2 separate regions of the Podarcis muralis genome follow, and region 1 is linked to region 2. Evidence: chromatin contacts called from public Hi-C data. All regions are on one chromosome and are shown on one strand. The core of a region is the stretch at or near the end of the contact, and the rest is flanking DNA. Distances in the headings are between cores, read along the strand shown.

What was found. Hi-C and Micro-C count contacts between places; a contact is called where the count stands out from the background.
Region 1: a Hi-C map of blood shows a contact between it and region 2, with 2.8 times the contacts expected there. The contact joins the promoter of AP1G1 here to the promoter of NOB1 in region 2. A contact is called at or near these places in 2 of 3 Hi-C or Micro-C datasets (blood and tail).

Annotation. Positions count from the first base shown.
Region 1 is chr7:44,882,405-44,888,012 of rPodMur119.hap1.1, reverse strand. It overlaps AP1G1 (adaptor related protein complex 1 subunit gamma 1), which reads right to left and starts at 1,288. Exons shown (of 23, transcript XM_077931672.1): 1 at 945-1,288. It overlaps ATXN1L (ataxin 1 like), which reads left to right and starts at 2,260. Exons shown (of 2, transcript XM_028739800.2): 1 at 2,260-2,922; 2 at 3,369-5,608. The coding sequence starts at 3,451. The coding sequence ends at 5,436.
Region 2 is chr7:44,715,243-44,721,668 of rPodMur119.hap1.1, reverse strand. It overlaps NOB1 (NIN1 (RPN12) binding protein 1 homolog), which reads right to left and starts at 1,509. Exons shown (of 9, transcript XM_028739837.2): 1 at 1,450-1,509; 2 at 440-572. The coding sequence starts at 1,494. It overlaps WWP2 (WW domain containing E3 ubiquitin protein ligase 2), which reads left to right and starts at 4,081. Exons shown (of 24, transcript XM_028739833.2): 1 at 4,081-4,145; 2 at 4,821-4,884. The coding sequence starts at 4,101.

The DNA of each region.
Region 1 (5,608 bases), core at 39-2,538, 170 kb before region 2:
TGGAATAAAACTTTCGTTAAATAAAAATAAACAAATATTTCCCTCTCGACAGGAGGGCAAGAAAAGGAACTGCAATGGCTTCTTCAGGTCAAGTTGACAGGTGAGCCAGCTGGCTGGACTGCCCTCTCACTTCCCCGCACCCACCCGTGGTCTTGGCCTTTCAAACTTTCCCCAGCGCTCACTGAACAGGCATTCCTTGCAAAGCGTCGGAATCCACATCCAACAGCCTTGAGCCTTTTCCTAGTGTCGACCCTGCCGTAATCGGGAGTGACTCTCAGTCTCTCTCCCCGACGAGGTGTTCCTAAGCCCCTTGCTCACAAGGCCTGTCAAGGGGCGAGGCGAGTCTCTTTCTTCAGGTCTCGGATAGGAGCCGATCCGATCGTCGGAAGCCCGGGCGAGCTGTACGGGGGTGAACTCCGGCGCGGCGCGCGGAGAAGGCTCTCCTCGTCTACAGAAGAGGCCACAGGCACTTCCGCCGACAGCAGAGACAGAACTGGCCGGGCGAAGAGAAAAACGCCTCGAATAGCGGGAAGGAAGTCATGGGCTAAGGAGCACCGCCTAGGCTGGCCTTTGCTAGGGACGCGGCGGCGCGGAGAAGGGAAGCGGACGGAGGAACAGCCACCTCTTGCCCGGGAGGGCGAAGGGCCGCTCCGGCAGGGACAGCAGCCCCGCCAGGCCTCACGAGCCAGCTGACGAGTCAGACGGCTGCAACCCTCAAGGAACACGGCAGCGCGCTCCCTTCTTGCGCTAGGAACCGGCGCCTCTCCCCTTAGCCAGCCGACCCACCCACCGACCGGAAAGCGGCCGGGCCCTCGGCGGCCAAGGCTCAGTCAGTCCCGGGAGGCGGGGCGGGAGGCGGCGGTGGCGGGGCCTTGCCCCGGGCAGCGGCGGCGGGCCTAGGATCCTACCGCCGAAGTAGAAGCAGCAGCAGCAGCAACACCTACCCTGCCTGGCAGCGCCCCTCCTCTCTCCCCGAGCGGCACTCACCGGGCCGGATCCCTACGGCGAAGGCGGCGGCGGCAGTAGCTAGAGCCTGGCATCCAAAATGGCGGCGGCGCGGCCTCAGCACCGATACCGCAGGCGGAGGAATCTGGAGACCGGGACTCACTGACTGCCCTCCCTCAGAGCACGGCGCGGCGATAGCCTGCTGCATCCATTAACGTTGCTGAGTCCTCCGTCGCCGCCAGCCGGCGGGTTTCGTGGCCAGACAGAATGCTCTGCGCTTGGAACCGCGGTAACTGGCCCCAGAACTCGTTTCCTCCGCGGAAGTATCTGTAGCGGTGTCACACGATTAGCGGTGAGACTGCGCCGTGGCAGGTAGTGATGACGTCAGACGCCTGCCTAGTCACCGCTGCGGCTGTGCTCACGACATGCGTCCGGCCGGGTCGTACAGCGAACTTTAAAGTTCCGTTCTGGATACGGAACTTGCCGACAGCCCGAGAGGCGAAGCGCCTGCCGTCCTTCGAGAAAAAAACCAGCTGGCAGGGCGACTGAAGCGTCTTCGCCAATTGCGAAGTGCCGGGGGCTAGCCTGACAGTAGCGGGGCCAAGTCCGTACAGAGCACGTGCTTTCCTAGCAAGCTCAATCTTAAGCAAATTTACTCGGAAATATATCCCAGTGCTTTGGACATACACAGGACTGCAGGCTTTGCACGGAGCTCCAGTGTCCCGTTTCTGAGGCCGCAGAGAGACGAAGAAGCTTGCTGGCAAGCGCCTTGTTTGAACGTGGAGAGCCTACCGGCTCAACCACCTACGATTTGCGTGAAACAGTTTTCGCTAATGTGGCCGATACATCCATTTCAGCTCTGGTCTCTCTTAGGGCTCTACAGTTCCGCGGCTAGTATTAAGGTTTGGGGGCTAGAAAGCTTCGCCACGGGATATATATTGGTCACTTCAATCGTTATCTCTGATAGTCAACGGCGGCGGCTTCTTGCACTGCTTCCGCCTCCCATTAGGGCATCTGGCTAATCGTTGGGAAACAGATGGGGAAACTGTAGGAAGCTGTCTTAAATTGAGTCAGTCTCTTGGTCCACCTAGCTCAGTATTGCTTACACTGGCGGTCAACAGCTTTTCACGGTTTTAGGCAGGATTCCTCACTCTGGCCTACCTGAAAGTACCTGCCAGGAGTTTAAGTCTGGTCCTGTCTGCACGCAAAAGCACATGCAGCCCTTCCCTCCTCCACTTTCCTTAGTTTGATCTAACGGACAAGCAGGGCTCTTCCTAGGATCTCGCTAGACAGCAGCTTTTTTTTTAGTTGCAAATCGATGGGCGACAGGAGCCCCACGGAGAGCATTCCTCTCGTTCTCACACACACAAAGGAGAAATAATTAATCAACTCAACATCGAGTGACAGCTCTATCCCATCCCATCTACATAGCACCAGCAAGCTGTTCCTGTCCTGGCCAGTATAAGGCCAAGGACACTTTTATGTTTGAAGGTTGGAAAGTCTTCGATAATTGTTGCCCTTGTAAAAGGAACTCGTACCGTGCAGAGTCTGTGACTGAAGCGGCCTGGCTCTTTGCGGTTTTGGACACACTTACTGGCTGCCTACCCACACAGAGACCGGTTCCTTGCCAGGATAGCGTGAGGCTCCTATTAAAGGTCTCTCCTCTCTGCTTCCCCTTCCTTGATTTGCTTAGCGCGAATTTGACTGTGGTCATAATTTACGCATCTTCTCGGTTTAAGGCCTGGAATAGCCAGCCGAGAAGCAGCGCCAGCTTATTCGTTCCTTTCCAATCCCAGTTTGATACCAGCAAGGCCCCTTGGGGGCGCTTCGTTTTTCCTGCCGCAAAGGCACGAGGCTGGCGGCTTCATCATCTTAATAAAGAGGCACACCACACAGTGGAGAGACCGCTTCAAGTGCACAAGCATCGCTTATTATTTCTCAAGCCAGACCTCAGCAGTCCTTACGACAACCCTACAGGTAGGCCAGTTATGGCTCGACGGAGTAGAGCTCGGGGGGATGCCGGGGCGCGACGTCACGTGCAGAGGGGAAGGGCAGGTGCCTTTGTCGCTATAGCGATGCCGCCGCCGCCGCCGCTTCCTCGGCTGTCGTTATGGCAACCGCAGGCGGCGATCACGTCATCGCTGTGCGCGCGCCGTCCTAACGTCATGAGCCTCGGCAGTTCCGGCGCGCCGTGCAAGGCGGCGGCAGCGGCGGCGGCGGAGAAGAAAGAGGGCGGGGTCAGGCCCGGGGTGGCTGCGGAGTCGGCGGGCAGAGGAATGGCACTAAGCCGTGGAGGTGGCGGCGGTGGCGGCGGGTGAGCGACAGGAGTGTCCGGGGCTCCCTTCCCCCCGCCGGGCGGAAGCCGCCCGCCTGCCCCCCCTCCCACCCGGCTGACCCCTGTGCTCTTCTCTGTGTCTTTGCAGGTGATCCCGCCCGGAGACCCCCCTGAGGAGGAGGAGGAGGCGACAGCAGCAGCCCACCTTGCAGCTTCCCGAAGCGAGCGCCATGAGAGCGGCCCAGGAGCGGGGCCAGGAATTCCTCCCCCCCAAGAAGCGCGACCTGCCGGTGGCTGCCAACAACGAAGAGCCGGGGCGGGCGGCTGAGTCGGGTCTGGTGGGCGGTGGCGGCGGCGAGACCTCTGTGGAATGGTCCCGGGGCTCAGCAACAGGCAGGCCGAGCCAGGCACCTTCACGTTACACCGAGGCTGGTGGCAGCTCCGACACAGTGACCAGTCTTACCGTGGACCAGTACGGCTTATTGTACAAAGTGGCGATGCCCCCGGCCACCTTCTCACCCGTGGTGAATGTCGGCCCGCTGCCTCCAGCCTTCAGTATGACCTCACAGCTGATCCCGCACCCTGGTATCCCATACTCGCCTATCCATTACACTCAACTTCCTCCTGCTCCCTTGCAGTTTGTGGGATCACACTACTCTGTACCCTATGCCGCCACTGTGCCTCCTGGTTTCCTGCCCAGCCACCTTCTGTCCTCTTCAGCCAGCCTTGCTGCCTCTCATATCCCACACTTTGTGCCCTATGCACCTCTCCTGGCTGAAGACTCTGCTCCTTCTCCACAGGCAGCCCACAGCTTTGGCAAGACCAGTGCCTCAGTTTTGCCTTCAGGCCCTCTGCAGCCCCATGTTGGAGGTCAGCCACTGGATGTTACACAGGGCCGAATTCCAGTCTATTATCAGATGTCCCGTCTGCCAGCAGGCTATTCATCATTCGAAGCTTCTGTTGCTGGCCCAAACACTGAGCAGTCTCTGCAGGAGAATCAGCTAGATCCTAAAGTCACAGCAAACGGGGTGCAAAGGTCTGCCGTGGGGGCGAAGGAAAGTGAGGCTGAAGGGCAGTGGCCAAGGACAACGGTAGAGTGCAGCACTGAAGGTACCTTCCTGACAAGCAGTCAGATTTTGAGAACAGAGATCTCTGTGCCATCTCAGCGGAGTACCCCAGATACAGACCTGGAGGTGCAGAGGGTGGTTGGAGTGCTTGCTTCCCAGGACTACCCTGTTTGTTCTGCTCAGCAGAAGGATGGCTTGAGCCCTCTAAACCTTTCCCATCGTAATCCCCCTGAGCAGAAGGCAGAGTCAATGAGGAACCCAGTGGAACTTGTGGTGGCTGCTACTGCTGAGAAAAGCCACTTTCGGAGACTGTCGGCAAAGTCCCCTGAGGAGCAGCTCCGCCATCGGCAAATACTGAAAGGCATTACAATGGCCAATGGTCGGCCAGTCTCAGGGTCCCTCCTTCCTGGGGCTCAGGATGGCCTGGGAGGTGCAAGTCCTGAGGGAACAGCCCATGAGGGACTACCTGACACGGAATGTGCCCATTCCCAGAGCCACTTACCCTCCCACTTCATGAAAGGAGCCATCATCCAGCTGGCCACAGGAGAGCTAAAGAGGGTGGAGGACCTGCAGACCCAGGACTTTGTGCGCAGTGCAGAGGTGAGTGGTGGCCTCAAGATTGACTCCAGCACTGTGGTGGACATCCAAGAGAGTCCCTGGCAGGGTTTCGTCACACTGCATTTTGTGGTGGGGGAGCAGCAGAGCAAAGTGAGCATCGATGTGCCCCCTGAGCACCCTTTCTTTGTGTATGGACAGGGCTGGTCCTCATGCAGTCCAGAGAGGACAAATCGGCTCTTCTCACTCTCCTGCCACAGGCTGCAGGTGGGAGATGTTTGCATCTCCATCAGTTTACAGAGTCTGAATGGGAGGCTTGTGCCCCAGGCAAGCCCCCAGAGTGCTACCCGAGAGAGACCTGGGCGGGGTGCGGAGAGTCTCCAGGAGCTGCAGAAAAACCCATTGGAGAAGGGTGGGGTGGCAGTGGGCTCCCCCCAGGAGTCCACCCACCATGATCCTGTTTCTCTGCATGGTTGGGCAGGCCCCAGCTTCCAAAGGTCTGGGGAGGAGCCCCGGCCACCACTCCTCCGCCCTTCATTCATTCCCCAGGAGGTCAAGTTGTCCATCGAGGGCCGTTCAAATGCAGGGAAGTGAAGCCCCAGTGGTGGGTGAACTTGTGTGCCACGCTTAACTGGGTTCCTTCCAGTTTGGCCACTGCTCAGATGCTCAGCCCTTTCCCCAGTTGTGTGCCTAGAATCATTCCACTGACAGAGGCTCCTTCTCTCCACCCCCTGTAGGGGAGGTCTGAGCCTGGGTAGGGTAGATT
Region 2 (6,426 bases), core at 260-2,759:
AGAAACAAAGGGAGGATTTCAGTGTTCAAGTCCAGAGGCAAAACTGGAAATCACAACTGGTCATGAGAAAAAGTGCTTCTCTAATTCCAGAGGGCACCAGGAAAACACATCTAAGAGCAAGTAACAATGAAGCAATTGTAGGTGATCAACTTGATTTCTACTCCTGACCGTGTGTGTGTGTGTGTGTGTGTATCACATGTTAGTTGGGGTTATAGTCAACAAAGCCCCACCCAGAGTAGATAAATTGAAATTAATGAAAGTCAGTCATGTCCATTAATCTCGATGGGTCTACCCTGAGTAGGACTAGAATTGAATAGCACCCTTTGCTCTCCAGTCAAGAGCTCAAAGTTACTTACAAAAAGAAAAAGGCAAGTCACGGAAGAGGGGATGGGGTGGGAGAGGGGCAGGAAGCATAGACCACGAAGCAGAGGCTACTCACCAAGCCTTACATATTCAGGAAAAGGCTGCTTGAAGTGGAGCTCATAGGGCAGCACTGCCAACCGCCTGCGGGTCTCCTTGTCTCGGATCTCAGTCACCACCTCTCGGATTGTGTAGATGTTCTTGCCAATGTCCTACCAGTGGGGAAGACACAGCTGAGAGCTGTTGCAAGTGGGTCAGGAACCTGAGGGCTGGGCCGGGCAACTAGGTTAGGGAAGAGAGAGGCAGACCTATAGCCACACCTCTCCTGACCTACTACTCACACTAGTTCTGGGATGCCCACATACCAAGAAGCATAACAGGGCCACCTGCAACAAGGGAGGGGACACCAGGAGTCCCATGCAACATTCTGAGGAGCCACCTTGGCTTGGTAGACGGGTGTGTGTGTGTCCCCAACCGCCTGAAGCTGTCAAGGGATAGGGAACAATCTCCAGGCCCACAACCCCAACCTGCCATGCGCCCTAAGGAGAGTCTCTGTCTAGGCAGCTTTCTCTCTCTACTCGGGATGGCCTAATAAAAGTCTCCAGGTCCAACAAAAATCTACCGCAAAGTAAAGCATACACGTGGGCCTGTGGGCCTTTCTCGCGGGGTTCCCCAGTGGGCCACTGGCCAAGCTAGGCAGCCGTTCTCCGCCTTTTCCCACTGTACCTGAAGCGGGGCTCCACGCAGGAAAGCTCCAGCATCAGCCACGACGTGCTCCACGGGAGCCATTTTGCCCCACTTTAGACTGTGACTCCCAGGGCACTCTGGGAAGTGTAGTCTTTCCCCCCCGCTCTCCATTGTGGAGCATGCTGGGAACTGTGGGCCTCACACAGGATGGTTCGCGGAAGAAAGGCATGCTGGGAGCTGTAGTTCCCCTCTAAAACCGTCCTTTCTTCCTAGACTTAAAAAAGAATAGACAGAGCATTGCATTGTTTGAAGGCGGGGCTTTTAATCTAATACTTTTGATGCCGCCCACCCGCCTCCAAAGAATCCCGGGGAAATAAACTTCCACTTCCAGTCCGACAAGACCTCATAACTTGGAAAGGGAACACGCGATTTCCACTCCTGCCTCATCCCGACAACCGGAAGTCGGAGCCCCTGCAGCCACCGCTTCCTCCGCCATTCCGCTCTAGCCGTCCCGGCTCCGTAGCCTCCCTTTCCACTTCCGAAGTATATGTCACGTGACGTGTCACTTGTCACATGACCCATGACTACAGGAGGTGGAAGTGGGAAGAAGCTGGGAACCGTCGCCGGTAAGTCTGGAGATTTGAGGGTGGGAGGCGGGGGTTCTGGCCGCTGCTGTGATTGACACATACGGATACCCACACCCGCTTGCTTGCTTGCCTGGCTTCCTTCTCTCCAACATTTTGAAAATCAGCGGGCAGCTTTAAAAAACAAAACACTCCTGAGTTTCTCTTTTTAAAAACAAACAAACATTCGTTTGTTTGTTTATTTATTTTTAGGGGTTGTTAGTTCCATCCCGCTTTTCAGGTTATAACAGCAACAACAACCCCCGCCCCGCGAAGCTACAGGAAAGGCGAAGGTGGCAAATGAAGGGATGAAGAAGCCAAAACCTTTAGAAACGGAAGGCCTGAGCAAACCCCAAATATTTTTGCTGTATGTGTGTGTATATAATGTCGACAGGCTTGGAAACCGCAGGCACCCTGGGTCTCCAGCCCCACTGCCTGCCTGCCTGCCTGCCTGCCTTGTCCCTTGAAAGCTTTAAAGAGGGCAAGGGCTGTCTCTCTGAGTACCTCAGCAGCTGAGCTCTTCTGTTCAGAAGGTGCCCTTAAGATACGTACTTTCTATGAGGCGGACTGTTCTATGGTGAAGAGGGCCTCAGGCCCTTTAAGGCAGGCTACGTTAGCCTACTGCCTGCCCTTCAGCAGTTTTGGACTACAACTCTCATCATCCTTAGCCAGTACGGTTGTAGTCCAAAACAACTGGAGTATACTAGGTTGGTAAGAGCAGTGTTCAAAACTTCCATTGTTCTAGGCGCATTTTGTGACAGGGAATTTCATTAGTGTGAGCAGTTTCTGAGCTCTAGGCACAGTACTGCACCTAAGATTTCAGATTAAAACTGTGGAGTGGAAGGAAAGGAGGACCTTTTTCTGCCTCCCCACTTCCAACTACTCTCTGAAGACTGGAGAAGAGACCCTCATAAGAATAGGGTGTGTGTGTGAGAGAGCATAATGAACATAATATTTTAGCTGCAGTTTGTTCATTTTCAGCTTTGTATTGTTATTTTAAAAGTGTGCTGTTGTTGCACCCACAACCTAGGTTTAAGATGCCATTTAGCTCCTAGCTTCATATCTCAGTTTCTAACACTGGGTAAGAGTTGCTTTCATATGACTATGGACACCTGGCCTTATTTTTTGGCAGTCACTGTAGAGTTTTCCCCAGAGAGCTGGGCTGCCATTAACCTACTCAGCTGTGGGACAAATTGCTATGTTTTGTGCCAGTGGAAGTGTCCGGACAGTCTATATGGGGTGTGCTATTCAGTTGTGTTGCTCTACAGTGCCTTGCTGTAGGATGAGGCTGCATCAAGGTGCCCTTCCTCCTTTTCTGAGGTACCCACAGAATAGCCTTTGGCTCTACTAGGGGCACCATGACGTTCCTTGGACACATGCAAAGGAGGTTCATCCACTTATTTGCTTTGCTCAGATTATAGGGAAGTTTGTATTGCTTCTTTTATTGCGTTGCTTAATGTTGGGATTCAGCTTTTCTGTTGGAACTGCTGTTTATGTGCTCACTATACACAAGCGCAAGGATTGAGACAGGTTTGCTTCTTGAATTGGCTGATTGCTGCAGCTACTTGTAAAGATATACTGTAGCCTGAGTGATACTGTTTAAACAAAGGGGTGTGTGTGCAAATGAATTGTGTAGATTCTTCCTGGTTGTGGCAAGGACTGCTGTGGGAAACATAGGGACTCTTTAAAGGAGCTCCAGAGAGTTCTACAGAGAAATATGGGAGTAAAATCCTATTTCACAAAGGAGAGAGGACAGCTCTCTCTGTCATGCAGATAACAGCTGATGTAGACATGTCATGAGGCATGTTGAGTGATTTTTGCACTGCCTCTTGCATTGCTGTGTGTGAACTATTGGACTTCTTGTTTGCATCTTGCTCATTTTGTTGAAAGGAACTACCAACATTGTTGTTCTCTGGGTACAGTAGAACTGTACCCATATGTGGGATTGATCTAACACCATCCACCTATAATTTACCTTATGTTCTGTTTAACTCAATTTTTGGCTCATTCTCAATGCACCTGAGACCATGGAGGGAATGAAGTGAATTGGTATGTGAATTGGTATGTGTGTCACCTATCACCTTCACAAAGTGCTGGGTTTGAAGGAGAGTAATAAATATGCAATGATTGAATGTGTTAATGATTAGCTGACTTGGTTTGGTTCCTCCTGAGCAGCTTGCATGGTTGCTAGACTCACACTCTGTTGTGAACCAACTTTGTCTTCCTGCTCTTGGAGATCTGTAGCTAGTGCAAATCAACAAACTCACTCTTCTGTGAGGGATAGAAAGTGAGCGAGGAAACTCATTCAGGAGGGGGTGTTCCTGCTTCTTCTTCTAACCTTACCTGCCCACTTGTCATTCAGAGACTTAAAATACAAAACTTTTTATGATCCAGAAGCTCAAGCATGAAGAAGTTCCTCCTCTTTGCTGAATGAAAAGCTCCCGAAGGGCTGCTGCTGCTCTCCATCAGAGCTTGGTGTGTGCAAACAAATGCTGGTAGTCCTTAACTGAGCTGTTCTGCACCCACTTCCTCTTTGTGTCTGTGCTCTGAAGCTCTCTTCTTCCTTCTGCCTTTGCTGTCTTACTCAGTGAGGGGAATTTCCCACACTACCTCCTGGGGCCTGGTTTTTCCGGAACTGTTGCTGGATTGGGGCTTCTGATGGTTCTCTTTAAGGAGCTCTATCTGTTCCAGGATTCAGAACTCAACAACTGGAAAAGTTCTAAGTTTGGAGGGTTCAGTTATCTGCATGGCTGTTGACAGCAAGGTATTTCCTGTCCTGAGCCAAAGGGGCAAACTTAGAGAAGCAGCAGGAAGCATGAGTAGCCAAACTCCTAGCATCCCACTCCATCAGGCTATGCTAGCTGTGGCCATGGGCGTAGCCAAGGAGGGGCAGGGGGGCAACTGCCCCCCAATCAATACAAATCAATACGAATCTGAGGTTCTGTCCCCCCTAACAAAAGCCTGCCCTCCCTAACAAAAACCCTGGCTATGCCCATGTCTGTGACTGATGGAAGCTGGAGCCCATAAACCAGGTTTCCTCCCATTCTCTAGTGCTGGTGCTCCCAGCTCTGTGTCCAGTACCAGAACTTGGAGGAGGCTTGCCCCGACTTTTTAGACAATGTGTCACCTGTTGCTCTCTCGCTTTCATAGGCATCCAGCGATGAAATGGCTTCTGTGGGGTTGCCTGGAGAGAAATCTCCACTTACTGTGAAAGGTGAGTCCTCTTGTCCAGGAGCAACTCTGTGGAGTTTGGATGCAGTAAGGAGGTATTTGTTGTTTCTGGTCTGCCCCTCTGTCAGCTCTGGGTGTCCTTTCTCCTTGGCTAGCCTGTGAAATTCCCATCAGCTGCAAGGATTTTTTGTGTAAGCGTAGCTGCGCCGTGGGGTTGTGTTCAGTTAATTTACAAATCTCTTTCCATGAAGCATCTTGAAAGAATTTCATAACACATTAAAAAACATATAAAAACAATCACACATATTAAAAAACAATTTCAGATCCATTACAGATACTGATTGGTTATCAACCAAGTTCGGATCGGTATATTAAGAAGCTTATAGAACCCACAAAACAAGTGAGATTCTTCCTATGAGCCGAACAAACATTTATATTGCTTTATGGGTTTTGAGCTATATGGACTCACAAATAATTACTGTATTTTTCGCACCATAGTACGCACTGGACAATAGGACACACCTTGTTTAAGAGGGGGGAGAACAAGAAAAAAAATATCTCCCCCTCTCTGCCCAGCGCCCCTTCAGCGAAGCGGCAGGAGGCGTTGCGCAGAGAGGGGGAGAATTTCCCCCCTCTTGTTTTCCCACTCTAAAACAAGGTGCCGTTTAAGGTGCGTTCAGGCGGCTACCTTGGAAGCCTGGAGAGCGAGAGGGGCGGTGCGCACCACCAGCCCCAAAGAGCAGGTCAGGGAGCAGTGGAAAGGCGCAGCGGAGAAGCTGCTGCCATAGTCGCGCGTCACCTCTTCAGCCGGGAGAGGGTCGCGGGGCTATGGCGTCTTCGCTCCATAGGACGCACACACATTTCCCCTTCATTTTTGAAGGGAAAAAAGTGCGTCCTATAGAGCGAAAAATACGGTATGTTGAGCAAAAGCTTGAAAAAACAACAGTAGGGAGCAGATCAGTCTGGATGAGAACATTTCATGTATCCCAGGAGGGGCTAAATATTCTCTAAAATGAAGAGGAGGCTAGTTTACATTGAGGTGGGTAACTTGTGGCCCTTCAGAGGTTGTTGGGTTCTCATTTCCCTCAGCAGCAGCCAGTATGGTCAGTAGTCAGGGATGGTGGGAGTTGTCATCTGAAGGGCAACAGATTCCACCCCCCTTTACACTGCTTTTATTTTAAGCAGCTGCCAGTGAAGAAGAGCTCCATTTAACATGAAAGCACTGCAGCCAGCATTTGGGTGGTCCCATGATAGTTCCTCGACTTGTTTGCTGTGGTCTCCCAGTCATTCCCAGTCATTCCCACTTGTGCTGTCCCCAGCGTAGGGATGACTTCTTCTTTTTTTTAGCATGACCCAGAATTTCCTTGCCTGCGAGAAAACCCTTGCCGACAGGATGACTGTGTGACCTTCTGATCTTTTCCCTACAGCTTGCCAAGATGGCCTGAACGTCAGCAGTCCCCACTCCTAACTACTGTCAGTTCAGGGTGGGGAACAAATGGGTTCTCCCATCAGTATTTGTTTGCGTGTGTGTGTTTGTACACACACAGACACATGCATTTACATGCAAGGGTGGGTGTGGGAAGAG